Linked DNA regions of Mus musculus: all the other regions are linked to region 1. A link is a contact called in public Hi-C and HiChIP or PLAC-seq data. All regions are on one chromosome and are shown on one strand. Each heading gives the region's core, a stretch centred on a gene start, on an enhancer-like site or on the middle of the called end of the contact. The rest is flanking DNA. Distances are from core to core; before and after follow the strand shown.

The links. A called contact is a pair of places that touch in the nucleus more often than the background predicts. HiChIP or PLAC-seq counts read pairs in DNA pulled down with a chosen protein or histone mark.
Region 2: a contact with region 1 is called in a Hi-C map of the G1E-ER4 cell line, with 3 times the contacts expected there. The contact joins two enhancer-like sites. A contact is called at or near these places in 5 of 15 datasets of contacts at CTCF or cohesin (embryonic stem cells, large pre-B cells, pro-B cells and 1 more), 24 of 484 Hi-C or Micro-C datasets (B cells, the Ba/F3 cell line, CD4 T cells and 18 more), 7 of 115 datasets of contacts at active chromatin or transcription factors (bone marrow-derived dendritic cells, embryonic stem cells, expanded potential stem cells and 1 more) and 4 of 9 other capture datasets (adipose tissue, embryonic stem cells, liver and 1 more).
Region 3: an H3K27ac HiChIP or PLAC-seq map of acute myeloid leukemia shows a contact between it and region 1, with 3 times the contacts expected there. The contact joins two enhancer-like sites. A contact is called at or near these places in 2 of 15 datasets of contacts at CTCF or cohesin (large pre-B cells and pro-B cells), 2 of 484 Hi-C or Micro-C datasets (embryonic fibroblasts and embryonic stem cells), 6 of 115 datasets of contacts at active chromatin or transcription factors (acute myeloid leukemia, embryonic stem cells, hepatocytes and 2 more) and 1 of 9 other capture datasets (embryonic stem cells).

Annotation. Positions count from the first base shown.
Region 1 is chr13:112,256,847-112,261,113 of GRCm38.p6, forward strand. No RefSeq gene overlaps it. Among named protein-coding and RNA genes, the nearest start is that of Ankrd55, 29 kb to the right of the region's middle. Within about 2 kb of position 1,900, at least 42 of the 459 cell types and tissues checked have an H3K27ac peak or open chromatin away from gene starts, as enhancers often do. A contact at or near this core is called in the G1E-ER4 cell line and acute myeloid leukemia, where this site is marked.
Region 2 is chr13:111,741,822-111,746,151 of GRCm38.p6, forward strand. No RefSeq gene overlaps it. Among named protein-coding and RNA genes, the nearest start is that of Mier3, 58 kb to the left of the region's middle. Within about 2 kb of position 2,595, at least 18 of the 459 cell types and tissues checked have an H3K27ac peak or open chromatin away from gene starts, as enhancers often do. A contact at or near this core is called in the G1E-ER4 cell line, where this site is marked.
Region 3 is chr13:111,639,081-111,643,838 of GRCm38.p6, forward strand. It overlaps Gm15286 (a long non-coding RNA gene), which reads left to right. Exons shown (of 5, transcript XR_873959.1): 4 at 3,143-3,408. Among named protein-coding and RNA genes, the nearest start is that of Mier3, 45 kb to the right of the region's middle. Within about 2 kb of position 1,396, at least 60 of the 459 cell types and tissues checked have an H3K27ac peak or open chromatin away from gene starts, as enhancers often do. A contact at or near this core is called in acute myeloid leukemia, where this site is marked.

The DNA of each region.
Region 1 (4,267 bases), core at 650-3,149:
CGTCGTCAGGAAATAACAAACAAAACCAGCGATATCAGTAAAAAATAGCCCTTATGAAAATGATAAATGTAACAAAGAGAGGTGTGGAAGAAAGAGAAGTTGTGTATACTGTGGGTGGGAATGTCAATAAGACACTGTGCAAAGCAGTGTGGTGGCCCCATCAGAAAGCCAGAAAGAGACTTACAAAACGGTCCTGCAACCAGACCTCTCTCTGGATAACTAAAGGAAATGAAAGCAGTCTATCAAGAAGCATCTTCATGCCAGTGTTCACCACAGCACGACTCATGCATAAGACACCAAAATACATGTGCTCTGTGGAGTGCAATTCAGCCATAGAAATAATGTAATCTTGTCATTTGCAAGAAAATAGGTGAAACCAGAAATCATTGTGCTAAGTGGAAAAAAAGAAAAAGAAAGCAGGCACAGAAAGGTAAGTACCTCAGTTAGCTTAGGGTGGCTTAGGATGTGAGGACCGAAGTGCACGGACCCAATCCTTCTGTTTACTGCTCTTCCTGTGGGTGCAGTAGTAGTAGTAGTAGCAGCAGGGGCAGCAGCAGCAGCAGCAGTTGGCTCCAGCTTTCAGAGACCCCAGAACCAGCCTTTTCATGCCCCTCTGAGAAGCCAGCCTTAGATTGGTGATTCCAGAAAGCTTTACTCAGCCCTGGATTATCCTCAGAGCAACAACTCCACCTCTTGACTTCTGTTTCTCCAGGCCTTCACTGGTCGTTGATTTCTTCGTTAATTCTTTTCCTAAAGCTAACTTCAAGTCCCATAGATCAGTTTGAAGTACTCAGCTCAGCAGACAGGCATCATCACACACACCTTTAATTCCAGCACTCAGGAGGTAGATGCAGGTAGATTTCTAAATTAGAGGACAGCCTGGTCTCCATAGTGAGTTCCAGGCCAGCCAGGGCTACATAAAGAGAGCCAATGAGTTGCCATCTGTATTTGGCCATCTTCCCAAAACACCCAGAACACCACCAGGTCTATAATGTCTTTCAAATCACTTAATTACAACAATAAAAATGTAGATTAAAATGCTCCCTGTGAATAAAATGCTCTAAACATTACACTCCAGCAGACTCGTTGACCATGTCTCCCAGCAACTTTGAAGGAGCGGCAAGGATGATCATCTATGCCTGTGAAACTGTCTCCCCTAAGCAAAGCTGATTTTATGGGTTTAAATTCTTGCGTTGTACAAACATGAGCAAACATACATTGTTCAATGGTCCCTGATGTGACACAAAGGAGAAAGATAGCCACTCTTTCCTTCTGATGGTGTCCCTCAACTTCACTCCCCCCCCCACACCACACACACACACACACACGCACACGCACACACACACACACACGCACACGCACACACACACACACACGCACACGCACACGCGCACGCGCACGCGCACACGCACACATACACACACTTTGTAGAAACAATAATGCCTCTTTCTAAAGAGGTTTGAGATTTTTCTCAAGGTCTAAGATTAGGATTAGAAAGGGAAGGAGGTCACGTGGCTTTGTGGGCCATTTAGCACCATCGCCTAACCATTAAAAATTCTACAGGAAATTTTGACTTAATGTCTTCTTTGCCCTTGACAGGAAAATCACTTTGGGGGATTCTTGACTATAGTTTCTAGACCGATTTATCCTGGAAGATCCTTTTGATTCTCAGAGATTACCCCTCCTCTTTCACAGATGCCTTCTGGGCTGAGCAGCTAATGTATGTCGTCATCGATGTGCACGCAGATGTTTCGCAACCAGCTTTCAAACACTGCGGTTTATATCTAGAATCTAGAAAGCCGCCCCCCACCTCCTCCCAAAGACCTGTGTACTAAAGACTTAGTCAACTTGGCATTACTGGGAGATGACAAACGTTTTAAGAGGCCTAGTAGGAGGTTGTGTAGTCCTTGGGGCCCTCCTCTCTGCCTCTTCCTTTTCTACCACATTCTGACCACATGGTCAACAGTTGCTTTACCACGGCACCGTGATATGATTCTACCTTGCCTTGTTACACAAGTTCACATGCAATAGGACCAAGTAGTACCTCCAACCCCATGGCCAAAGCAAACCTTTCCTCTTTGTAAATTTGAACGTCTTTGGGTATTTTGTTGTAGTGACAGAAAGCTGGTTAACACAGGAGGAAGGTCCTGGCTTTCCACACTTGCACATTTTTATGGCCCTAACAATCCTAACAATGGATCCTGTCCATCTATCTATCCCCGTGATATCCCTTAGGTAGGCTGCAGAAAGAGATATATAGAGTTGGTTATCACAAGCTTATTCTGACCTGGATGCTTATAAACACTTATGAGCCAATTACACCCACCAATATCACTTAAGCAATGTGTTCAGGGTACCATGGAGATAAGGATTTAGGAAGCTAGGCTGGAGTCCTCCGTTCCAGGTGTTTGCACGCTTAAGCCAAGGAGATGATTTTTCTGTGTCCATGACTGCTCAGTGTCCTTGAGAGCCCTGTATCCACAATCTACAGAGGTACATGGGATAGGACGAGAACAAGTGGACAAAACTCAAAACTCTCAGTGTTTTAAAGTTGAAACCAATCTCCTCGCCAAGGCCCATGAGATCAGACACTTCTTTCTTCCCAGGCATCGGCTCTACCTGGTCAGAAATGTAAACTCCAAGAGAATTTAAACTGGCTTTCTGACTGTAGAGGGTTTGCAAGTTTGAGAAATTAAAGACAGAGCTAGCTATAGGCAAAGCCTGGATGCTCTCTGAGATGAAGCACCTCTGACCCCAACTGGCTGCTGCAGTGCACTGCATCTCTAGATGGCCAAGTCTCAGTGTGTAACCTGAAGGGCTGGATCTAGCCTGTGCACACCTTGACTTGGTTTTGTTATTGTTGATGATGATGTTATTGCTGCTGTTACTGTTGTTGCTGTTGTTGTTGTTGCTGTTGTTGCTGCTGCTGCTGTTATTGTTGCTGCTATTGTTGTACTTCTCAGGGTGGCAAACAATTCTGCTGCACTATACAGAAATGATCCAAGAGAAAGTGTGCTTGGTTTTCCATTTCTCACTCTCTGGTCCTTTTGCTGCCAAAACCCTAGATCCTCCTTCTCTGTTTAAGTCCTTCCTGAAGATTTCAGTGCTGGACATGAAATTTTGCCCACCAAGTTATTGGTCAGAGGGGCCCTGGAGGGATCCAGAACTATGTAGGCTGTTGTTTGATCTTGGTTGCCAACATAACTAAGTGGGGTTCAGGGGGAAGTTCTTTTGCTGAATACACCATACACTTTAGTTGAAAGACATCAAGAATTCAATCTCAAACTTATCAGGAAGTTCTCTTCCTGCTGGCTAGTTTTCATGGTGCTGGAGGGTGTTGGGAAGTTGGCTCAGGAAGAGAAAACAGTGGTCTTACCCACATGCTATGTGGTGTTACCCACATAACAACCTGCCAGCGCATTGTGCCCACTGATACATAATAGTTGTAGTGGTAACCAATCATGTTCTGATTGGATTTGAGACCTATTTCACTGGAGGGACTTCATATCTGGCACTGTAAACTGAGTTAAAAACTATGACTAGAGAGATCTAGATAGTTCCAGTTTTAGACGAGGGACTTAATGGTGTTTCCTGAAATGGTAATGTGTCAAGCTGCCTTCTCACTATTTATATTTACACTCATAGATTGTGCTGCTCTCAAGCTAGGTCAGAGAAGTTTCTTTTTGCCCTGATGCAAAGACTCAGATCTTGTAGAAGTGCTGTGAACAAGTGAGTGTGAGAATTCAGCAGTAGATGGTTCTTCTATATCACCTCTACTCACTCTCATCCAAGGCTCAAGGAAGACATGACAGACGAAGGTACGGGAAGAATGTAAGAGCTGTAGAATAAGGAGGGGCACTACGTTCCGTGAAGTGCTGCGTTCCTAACATAACAGAGTTGTTGCACACCTATTAACTCACAGCATCTCTGGCTGGCTACACAAGACCTGTATAAGATCAAGCCAGTCAAAGTCCCAGCATGGATGGAGAGGGGGTTACATGATGGAACTAACATTCCATTTCTAACATCGAAGCCACTGACAGATGATGGCTGTTGAGAGACAGAGTCACATTTGTGGGGGAAATGTAGCCAATAATAGATTGCCTGTGTCCTACTTTATGTCCCCATGCTTAGGCACTAATTGACGCTAGGGAGTTAGTTACTAGTAACATTAGTATTTATAATTAAAGAAGGCATGAAATTGGGAGGAGGGTGGGCTGGTGGCGTTCTGAGGTAGTTTGAGAGAAGTATTGAAGAGTGGATATGA
Region 2 (4,330 bases), core at 1,345-3,844, 510 kb before region 1:
GAAGGGTGGCAGTAGTTCTTAGATACTCTGAGGGGGAACGAGGTGGAGAGTCACTGTCTTCAGCAAGGTGCAGGGGTGGGACTAGAGCACAGAGGGTTCACAGAGTGAGAGGAAGGGGAGAAAAGCAGACTTTTGTTTTTGGCAATAGTGGAGAATAAAGTTTTAGGTGGAGTGAGCCCATTGCACTAAAGCGGTGGGCAGACATCAGGGTTTGTAAGCAGAGCTGAGGTGAGGAGGAATCTCCAGAACTCAAAGGACAATGATTGGCGGCTGGCACGGATGGATGGATGGGTGGGTGATTGGCAGCCAGGAGTAAAGTGGGTTTGAGACCCGGTGCCCCTGCAGGAAGGCAGCAAGTGTCTGGACTTGGCTTTTCCTCGGCAGCAGGTTACCATGTAGGCATGTCATTTTAGGAAGAAGGTAAATACCAAATCTAGATTCTCGTTTGTAAAAATGGGACTATTGGTGATTTTGTTGTGTGTATTTTTTCCAGCTTTCTGAGGAAATCACCAGGGTTTATGCTGTAGTTTTGAGTGGAGAATAACAAACTAAGATTTCTCAGCAAAGTTAACACACCAAGAAACCCTTTAAATCAGTTTTACTCTGCTGCCCTCTGCTGGACATGGATTATGGTCAAAGGATTTTTTTTTTTTTTTTCTTTCTAAGTACAGGGGAATGCAGGCCCTCAGCAGCAAGGGAAGATAAAGATTTATTTATCTATTTAAAGTAAAAAAATGAAAGTACTTAAAAAAAAAGTCTAGTCAAACCAAAGACTCTTTAGACTTCAAAATATTTTTCTAATTTTTTTTTTTTTTACTTTGAAAATTTCTCATTGTATTCACACCCGCAGTATATAAAGTTTACTCCTCATCTGGCATCCTCCCCCACCCCTCCCCTTACCCCCTGCGTGTGTGTACAATTGTAGGGTTCAGAGGACAGCCTCGAGTATCAGTCCTCACCGTTAGTTTTGTTTGAGACAGCCTCTCACTATTTGCTGCTGTGTTCACCAGCGGTCCTGTAGCTCTGGGGCTGCTCTTCCTCCCATTCTCCGTAAGATTGCTGGATTTACAGACCTGTGCTGCTGTGTCTGGCTTTGAGTTCTAAGGATTAAAACTCGTATCCCCACGCCTTGTACAGCAAGTGCCTTACCCAGTGCATCATCGCCTACGTTTGCTCGCTTGCTTGCTTGCTTGCTTCCTTCCTTCCTTCCTTCCTTCCTTCCTTCCTTCCTTCCTTCCTTCCTTCTCTCTCTCTCTTTCTCTCCCTTCCTTCCTTTTAGTATAATTGTTTTATTAATACTTCGTTCCCCTCATTTCTCTTTATTCCTCTAACCCAGTTGTTTTCAATCTGTGGGTTACACCCCTTTGGTACGTGTCAAAAGACCCTTTCACAGGGGTTACCTGTGATCTTTGGAAAACAGATATTTACGCTATGATTTATAACAGTAGCAAAATTACAGTTATGAAGTAGCCACAAAAAATAATTCCATGGTTGGGGCTCACCACAACATGAGGAACTGGATTAAAGGGTCACAGCATTAGGGAGGTTGAGAACCGCTGCTCTATCCTTCCTGTGTGCTTCCTTCGTGTTCTCTCTCTCTCTCTCTCTCTCTCTCTCTCTCTCTCTCTCTCTCTCTCTCTCTCTCTCTCTCTCTCTCTCTGTGTGTGTGTTGGGTCAAGTGTGGGTGAAATATTCCATTGGATGTTCAGAATTGTCCAAATGCTTGATGTATCTACTGACCTCAGCGTCAAGGTGGTCAGATGGTGCAGCTGTCCTCAGGTGATGGGCTCCGCTCCTCAGAAGCTGAAGCCACAATCACTGTACCCTTCATGGCCTGAATTGAGCCTCATGACACTTTTTTTTTAATATATATATATTTTGGAGTTTAACTCTTTCTCTGTCCATGGTTGCTTCCCGTTGTCTGTCTTCCACCTTGGGCTGTATCAAGTTGTTCCCAGGTTCCTTGACTTATGGTAGTTCCTGGTTGTTGTTCCCTCAGTCCTAAACAATAGTTGTTCTCTCAAATAGTACCCTACACAGCCTTTGGAGACACTGATATGACAGTGCCCCTCTTCTCCACTGCTGACCAGTTCAACTGACTTGAGTCTGTTTTAGCCATAGAAACTAGGGTGATACTGTCTCTACAGTGACAACCCCACAGCCCTATAGAATAAGAGACTGGTGACTCATACATGGGATACTAAGACATTAACAGAAGAGGATTATTTGGCCTGGGTAGACATGATTTCCCAGGTAAATTAAGAGTCTATGGGTTGGGGGCTAGAGAGATGGCTGAGTGGTTAAGAGCACTGACTGCTCTTCCAGAGGTCCCGAGTTCAATTTCCAGCAACCACATGGTGGCTCACAACCATCTGTAATGGGATCTGATGCCTTCTTCTGGTGTGTCTGAAGACAGTGACAGTATACTCATATGTATAAAATAAATAAATCTTTTTTTTAAAAGTAGTTTATGGGCTGAAGAGGTGACTCAGCAGTTAAGAGTACTAGTTGTTCTTGCAGAAAACTGGGGTTCAGTTCCTAGTACCCACATGGAAGCTTACAACTTATCTACAACTGCAGTTATAGATATGCCTTCTTCTGGCCTCCACAGGCACACACATACACATAGGAAAGCAATCATAACATAGAAAGTGAGCAGCTTTAAACAGTAAGTAGGATGAGTCCAGAGTATGAGCGAGGCAGGATGTCCTGGTCCGTGTGTCTGATGGCAAGAGATCTTTCTGATGCTGCCAAACAGCAGTGCCTGGATGCACTCACTGGGAAGCACCCTTCCATGAGCGGCAAACCAGATGTAAGGAGGACCAGAGGAACAACTGTTGTTTGCTTGCTTGCCTTCACTTGTTGCTGGTGACCTGAGATGGTGCTATCAGAACCCAGGCTCTTCAGCTTTCCTACATAGTTAAAAGATACACATCTTCCCAGAAATCTTCCAGCCCTTCAGTGCCAGCCGGTGCTGCTGAGGTGTCCAGGCTCCTGGGCTGAGCAGTTTACCAGTGACTCAGCGTCTGGAATGCAGACAGCTCTTGTTGATCACCTAGTGTTGTAATGGTAAGCCAATCTACTAAACACCCTTGTAATACGTATTCACTCTATTGGCTGTTATACAGAACCTTTGCTAGAATGAGAGTCAGGACAGATGCTAAGCCTCAGAAACTGACCTTCCATCACGGATCTTCAGCAAATAAAGGACATTATATGATAAATAAATGGCTTGCCTGTCACAGCAAGCCACTGTTATTCTTTGAATATGTCATACATTTAGCTCCATCTTGTGTATCTGTCTTGCGTGATCCTTGGAGCAGCCATTTTTCCCAAAGAGCACGGATTCCTTTAATGGACTGTAGCATTTAAAGTTAAGTGTACGCATGTATCAAAAGTCACATGGTATCCCATTAATTTAACCTCCCTAATAGCAAAGTACCAGTTGACACATGCTAAGGAAAAAAAAATCATCATTTGGTAAGTATGAGGATAACGCAGAGCTAAGAGCACACAGCTAAACCGGATGACAGATGGGATTTATGTGGTCTGTTGCCTATCAGGGGCCCCTCGTCTCGGCAGCACAGGAACACACGGGTGGTGCACATCCCTTCTACCATCATGTGCCAAAAGCAGGGCACTGCCTGGAGCATTTGGCCCACCTGCATGTTCCCAGCCTGCCGAGGAAGCACCACTCTCAGACTGAGAGGCTCCCATAATCCACCTGTGGGTATGAAGGGTGTGAGCAGGCAGCCGAGGAGTCACCAGGGTGAAAGGCAGTGCTTTCAGAACCTTTATTTTATTTTATTTTATTTTTTTTATTAGGCATTTTCCTCATTTACATTTCCAATGCTATCCCAAAAGTCCCCCATACCCTCCTCCCCATTCCCCTACCCCCCCACCCCCCCTTTTTGGCCCTGGCGTTCCCCTGTACTGGGGCATATAAAGTTTGCAAGTCCAATGGGCTTCTCTTTCCAGTGATGGCCGACTAGGCCATCTTCTGATACATATGTAGCTAGAGTCAAGAGCTCCGGGGTACTGGTTAGTTCATAATGTTGTTCCACCTATAGGGTTGCAGATCCCTTTAGCTCCTTGGGTACTTTCTCTAGCTCCTCCATTGGGGGCCCTGTGATCCATCCAATAGCTGACTGTGAAAGTGGATACTTCTGTGTTTGCTAGGCCCCGGCATAGTCTCACAAGAGACAGCTATATCTGGGTCCTTTCAGCAAAATCTTGCTAGTATATGCAATGGTGTCAGCGTTTGGAAGCTGATTATGGGATGGATCCCCGGATATGGCAGTCTCTAGATGGTCCATCCTTTTGTCTCAGC
Region 3 (4,758 bases), core at 146-2,645, 620 kb before region 1:
TCTCCGCTTGTCGGGACTGTAGATACTCGGCCATGTGTGTTTGAGGAAAAGTTGATGCTTTCAAAATGAGGAGACTGTAGCAGATCCAAAGCCTGACAATTAGCATTTCTTCTGAGGGATTGCCACAGTGTGCATACAGTTTGAGAGTGTCTCCTAAAGGCCCATGTGTTGGGCAGGTGAAGATTCTACACTACCTTAGCGTGAGGGTATGATACACAGCCTCTAATGTAAGGAAGGTCCCGTGGGAAGCAAATGGGGACATGTCCCTCAGAAAAGACCAATGTGCTTCTCAGGAAAACCTGGCTCATTCTTTTAAAAAAATATTTATTTATTATTTGTATTGACGTTTGGCCTGCAGCTATGTCTATAGGCCACATGTGTACCTTGCCAGTAGAGGCCAGAAAAGAGTGTCAGATCCCCTGGGATTGGAGCTACAGACAGTTATGAGGAGTCATGAACATATTGGGGAACTGAGACCAGGTCCTGTACAAGGGGAGCCAGTGCTCTTTTTTTTTAATTTACTTATTTATTTATTATATGTAAAGTACACTGTAGCTGTCTTCAGACACTCCAGAAGAGGGCATCAGATCTCATTACGGGTAGTTGTGAGCCACCATGTGGTTGCTGGGATTTGAACTTCGGACCTTTGGAAGAGCAATCGGGTGCTCTTACCCACTGAGCCATCTCACCAGCCCAGCCAGTGCTCTTAACCTATGATCAATCTCACTAGCCTTCCCTGGTTAATCCTTTTGAGAGATATGTTATAGATAAACATGCCATGCAATGTTGCCCACACCCCATACAATTGGATGCTATCCACCACTAGAGCTCAGCTGATGCCAGCATTGTGCCATTGAACTCCCAGGACTGGGTAACAGATAAAATTCTTTATTTTATAAATGACCGACTTCTGGCATTTTGTTATAGATACAGAAAATGAACCAATATAGGCACCGTCTCAGTGGGGCTATGAAAATTCCTGCACTGCCCATGACAGGAATAGAGAATGTTCTGGACAGGAGTGGACCATGAATCACTGATTTAACGGAGGTCTCTCTTATTGCATCATAGAGAAAATGCAGATCCACTTTGGAAGTGAAGGGAATCAGGAGAATATTCTCTGGATTATCCAGAGTCATAACTCTCGTAACCAGCTCTGCCCAGGGCAAGATGCAGCATAGCAAGGTAGTTTTGAACATTGTAAACTCTGGATTCATGGCAGTAACACAAGCCTGGTCATTCACCAGAACCTAGGAGAAGAGGGTGGACTGAACAGATAAAGCTAGCGCAGTAGGTAAGGGGCAAGCTTAACAAAGTACAGATTAATACTATATGCAAATACCGAAGGCCTGAGACAAAGAAAACGAGCTGGCGGTAGGTGCCGCTTGTGCAATCTCAGACCCCACTGTACACACTTCCTTTGTGGTAATTACTGTCACCACAGCCAAACAGTCACTTCTCCAATCGTTTGTAATTATTTATCTCCTTAACTTCACAGTACATTTCATGAGGAGGTAGGTAGTGTCTGTCTTATCACCCCAAATCCTATACTGACAGACACACAGTAAATATTTATTGAGTAAATGAAGGGTCACAAACCAATCATGTACTGGGCTCTTTTGCATAATGTGCTCCTCATTCAGGCTTAAACTCTATTTTGTGCCTTCAGATTCACCAGCTGCCTCCTGTGTGCATAAATTAAACCCCACTGACAGTCATCTCACCTGTGGCTTTATGTACATGGCTTGGATCAGAGGGTCATGGACAGAGCCAAAAAAATAAGTCCTTTGGTTTTTGTTCTTGTTTTCTGTTTTCATCTTGGTTTAGTTTGATTTGGTAACTTTCAAATAAAAAGTAGATCCAAGCTACGGGAAAGTTGAAAGCAGAGAGAACTGCAGTTTTATATTAGTAATTCTCATGTTTGTTTGTTTTTCCATGATGGTTTTTCTGTGCAGCCCTGGCTGTTCCGGAACTTGCTCTGTAGATCAGGCTGACCTTGAATTCACAGAGATCCACCTGCCTCTGCCTCCTGAGCCCTGAGATTAAAGCTATGCGCCACCATTGCTAAGCAACCAACATCAGTAACTCTCAAAGTGCCACAGAAAGGAAATCTAGAATGTACCCTTTCATCTTCCTCTCTCTCTCTCTCTCTCTCTCTCTCTCTCTCTCTCTCTCTCTCTCTCTCTCTCCTTCTTTCTTTCTAAAACTGGGTCTCATTATGTAGCTCTGGCTGGCCTAGAACTCAATCTGTATAGCAGGCTGACCTCAAACCCACAGTGATCTATCTACCTGCTTCCTCTGCCTCTGCCTCTGCCTCTGCCTCTGCCTCTGCCTCTGCCTCTGCCTCTGCCTCTGCCTCTGCCTCGTTCCCAACCAGGTTGACATGACCTTGGCTGGGGACCCAGAGACTCCACCTTTCTTTTTGGGCTGAGTTTTTTTCAGATATTGTGATAATAAATTCCAGTTTAATGACTCCAAATCTTTTCCCATCATTTGCAATCAAGTCCTTTGGCCAGTACAAAATCTAAGTGGGACTTTCAGGAATAGTCACAGTCCCTGCTCCAGAGAGAAGACACACAGAGTATCCTTCTGTTCTCTGGGAGAAAGGCAAATTTCAAATATCCCTCCCTGTTGCTCTTTCCTTGGTATGTCAAAAGGCCCAAGAGAAGGGCTTAGGGGTTAGAGAAATGGTTCATTGTTTAAGAGCATTGGTTGCTCTACCAGAAGACCCAGGTTTGGTTCTTAGCAAACATACAATGGTTTATATCTGTAATTCCAATTCCAGAGGATCTGACACCAACTTCTGTACTTCGTTGGCACTAGGAATGCATGTGGTGCATATACACACATGCAGCCAACGCACTCATACACATAAAATAAAAATATTTAAAATAGAGAGGGAGGGAGGGAGGGAGGGTGGGAGAGAGAGAGAAAGAGAAGAAGAAGAAGAGAAGGAGGAGGAAGAGGAAGAGGGGGAGGAGGAGAAGATTTATTTTGGATTATGGTTTCAATGAATGTAGTCCATCCTGGTTGGTAAAGCATGACAGTGGGAACATGGAGTGATTGGTTACATGGTGTCTGCAGTCAGTAAACACAGACAGACCAATGTTGACATTCTATTCGCTCTCTCCTTTTTATTCAGTTCCAGACTCCGGACCGTGAGATGGTGCTACCCAGATCCAGGGTGTATCTCTGTGGGGATGCTCTCGCATGCACATACCTCCTCATTGATTGAAACCTCAGTCCAGGTGGCCTTGAAGATTAATCATCACAGTAGCAGCCAACCCACTGCCCTGAGCTTTACAGGATCTTCCACGTCCTCAGATGCCAGCCTGAAAATTATACCCAACATATCCACACCTCCCTCACTACCTCATTCTCCTACTTTGGTGTAGATTTATTTCAAAGGTTATTGTCTAATCAACTAAAATGCGTCTAAATACATTTTCCCCCTATAGTTCTAATTTCAGAGTCACCAACGTGCTCTCTTGAATTTAATTGTTTAAAAAGGCTGCAGCTGTGGGGTGACAGACATTTTTAAGAATTAAGTGGCTGTCCAGTTCAGGTTTTAACTTTTTCTACTTAGTGTTAGAAGCAATTCCTGTGTCTTTTGAAAATCCTGCTCGTTTGAAGTAGGTTTTACAAGCAATCGATGCCCCTTGGTCTAGCTGTGGGTCCGGAGGCTTTGTTGGAATTGTTATGGTGGCCTTATGTCCTTTGCCATATGCAGGACCAGGACATGGAGGAGTGTGTGTTGACTAGTTTTGGGTCAACTTGATACAAGCTACAGACATATGGGAGGAAGGCACCTCAATTGAGAAAACACTGCACTAGATTGACCTGTGAGAGAGCTGTATGCACTTTCTTGGTTGGTGATTGACTTGGGGTGTCCAACTCACTGCGAGCAGTGCCAACCCTAGGGAGGCAGTCCGGAGTTGTGTAAGGAAGCAGGCTGAAAAAAGCCACAGAACACAAGTCAGTAAAGAGCATTCCTCTATGACTTCTGCTCCAGTCCTTGCCTTCAGGTTCCTGCCCTGAGTTCTCATCTCACCCCCGCTTCCTCAGTGATAGATAGACTTATCAGCTACTGCTTATAGTAGCTTAAAGTCGGAAACAACACAGTAACAACAACAATAGCAACAACAACAACAACAACAACAACAACAAACCCTTTCTTCCTCAAGTTGTTTTGGCCACGGTGTCTCATTACAAGAATAGAAAACTTAACTGAGACAAAGTGTATGAGTTTTTCTTTTTAAAATCTGCTCATTCGCACTTTTCCAAAGGTCCTCCTTCTGGCCCAGACTGTGGCTTTAGTGAATCCCCTGCCCCTCTGGACCATCTGGTGTAGCCTGGAATAGTGAGGAAGCTGAAGGTATTTTCCATACAGGAAGGAGAAGGTTTTGCTCTTATCCCTTAATAAAAATGTTCTGTGAACCAGAGCAGGATCCAGACTTCCTCAAAAGATGCTTGAACATCCAGGACACCGTATGACACCGACGACACCCTTCAGATGACAGGAAGATGTCAAACCACTAAAGCAGTGGCTTACATCACTAGTACTGTCTGGATATTTCTAGAAATAGATACTTCTTTGTACTTCACCAAACCTGTAGAATATGAGTGTCTAAACTCTAAATGTGGGGTTGGGTCCTGAAAGGAGAACAGTTTAGTGTTCATGGTTTGGCTTTGTTCTACATGGGCTTTTATGTGGCTCAGCTTGGCCTCAAACAATCTCTATAGCCAAGGATAACCTTG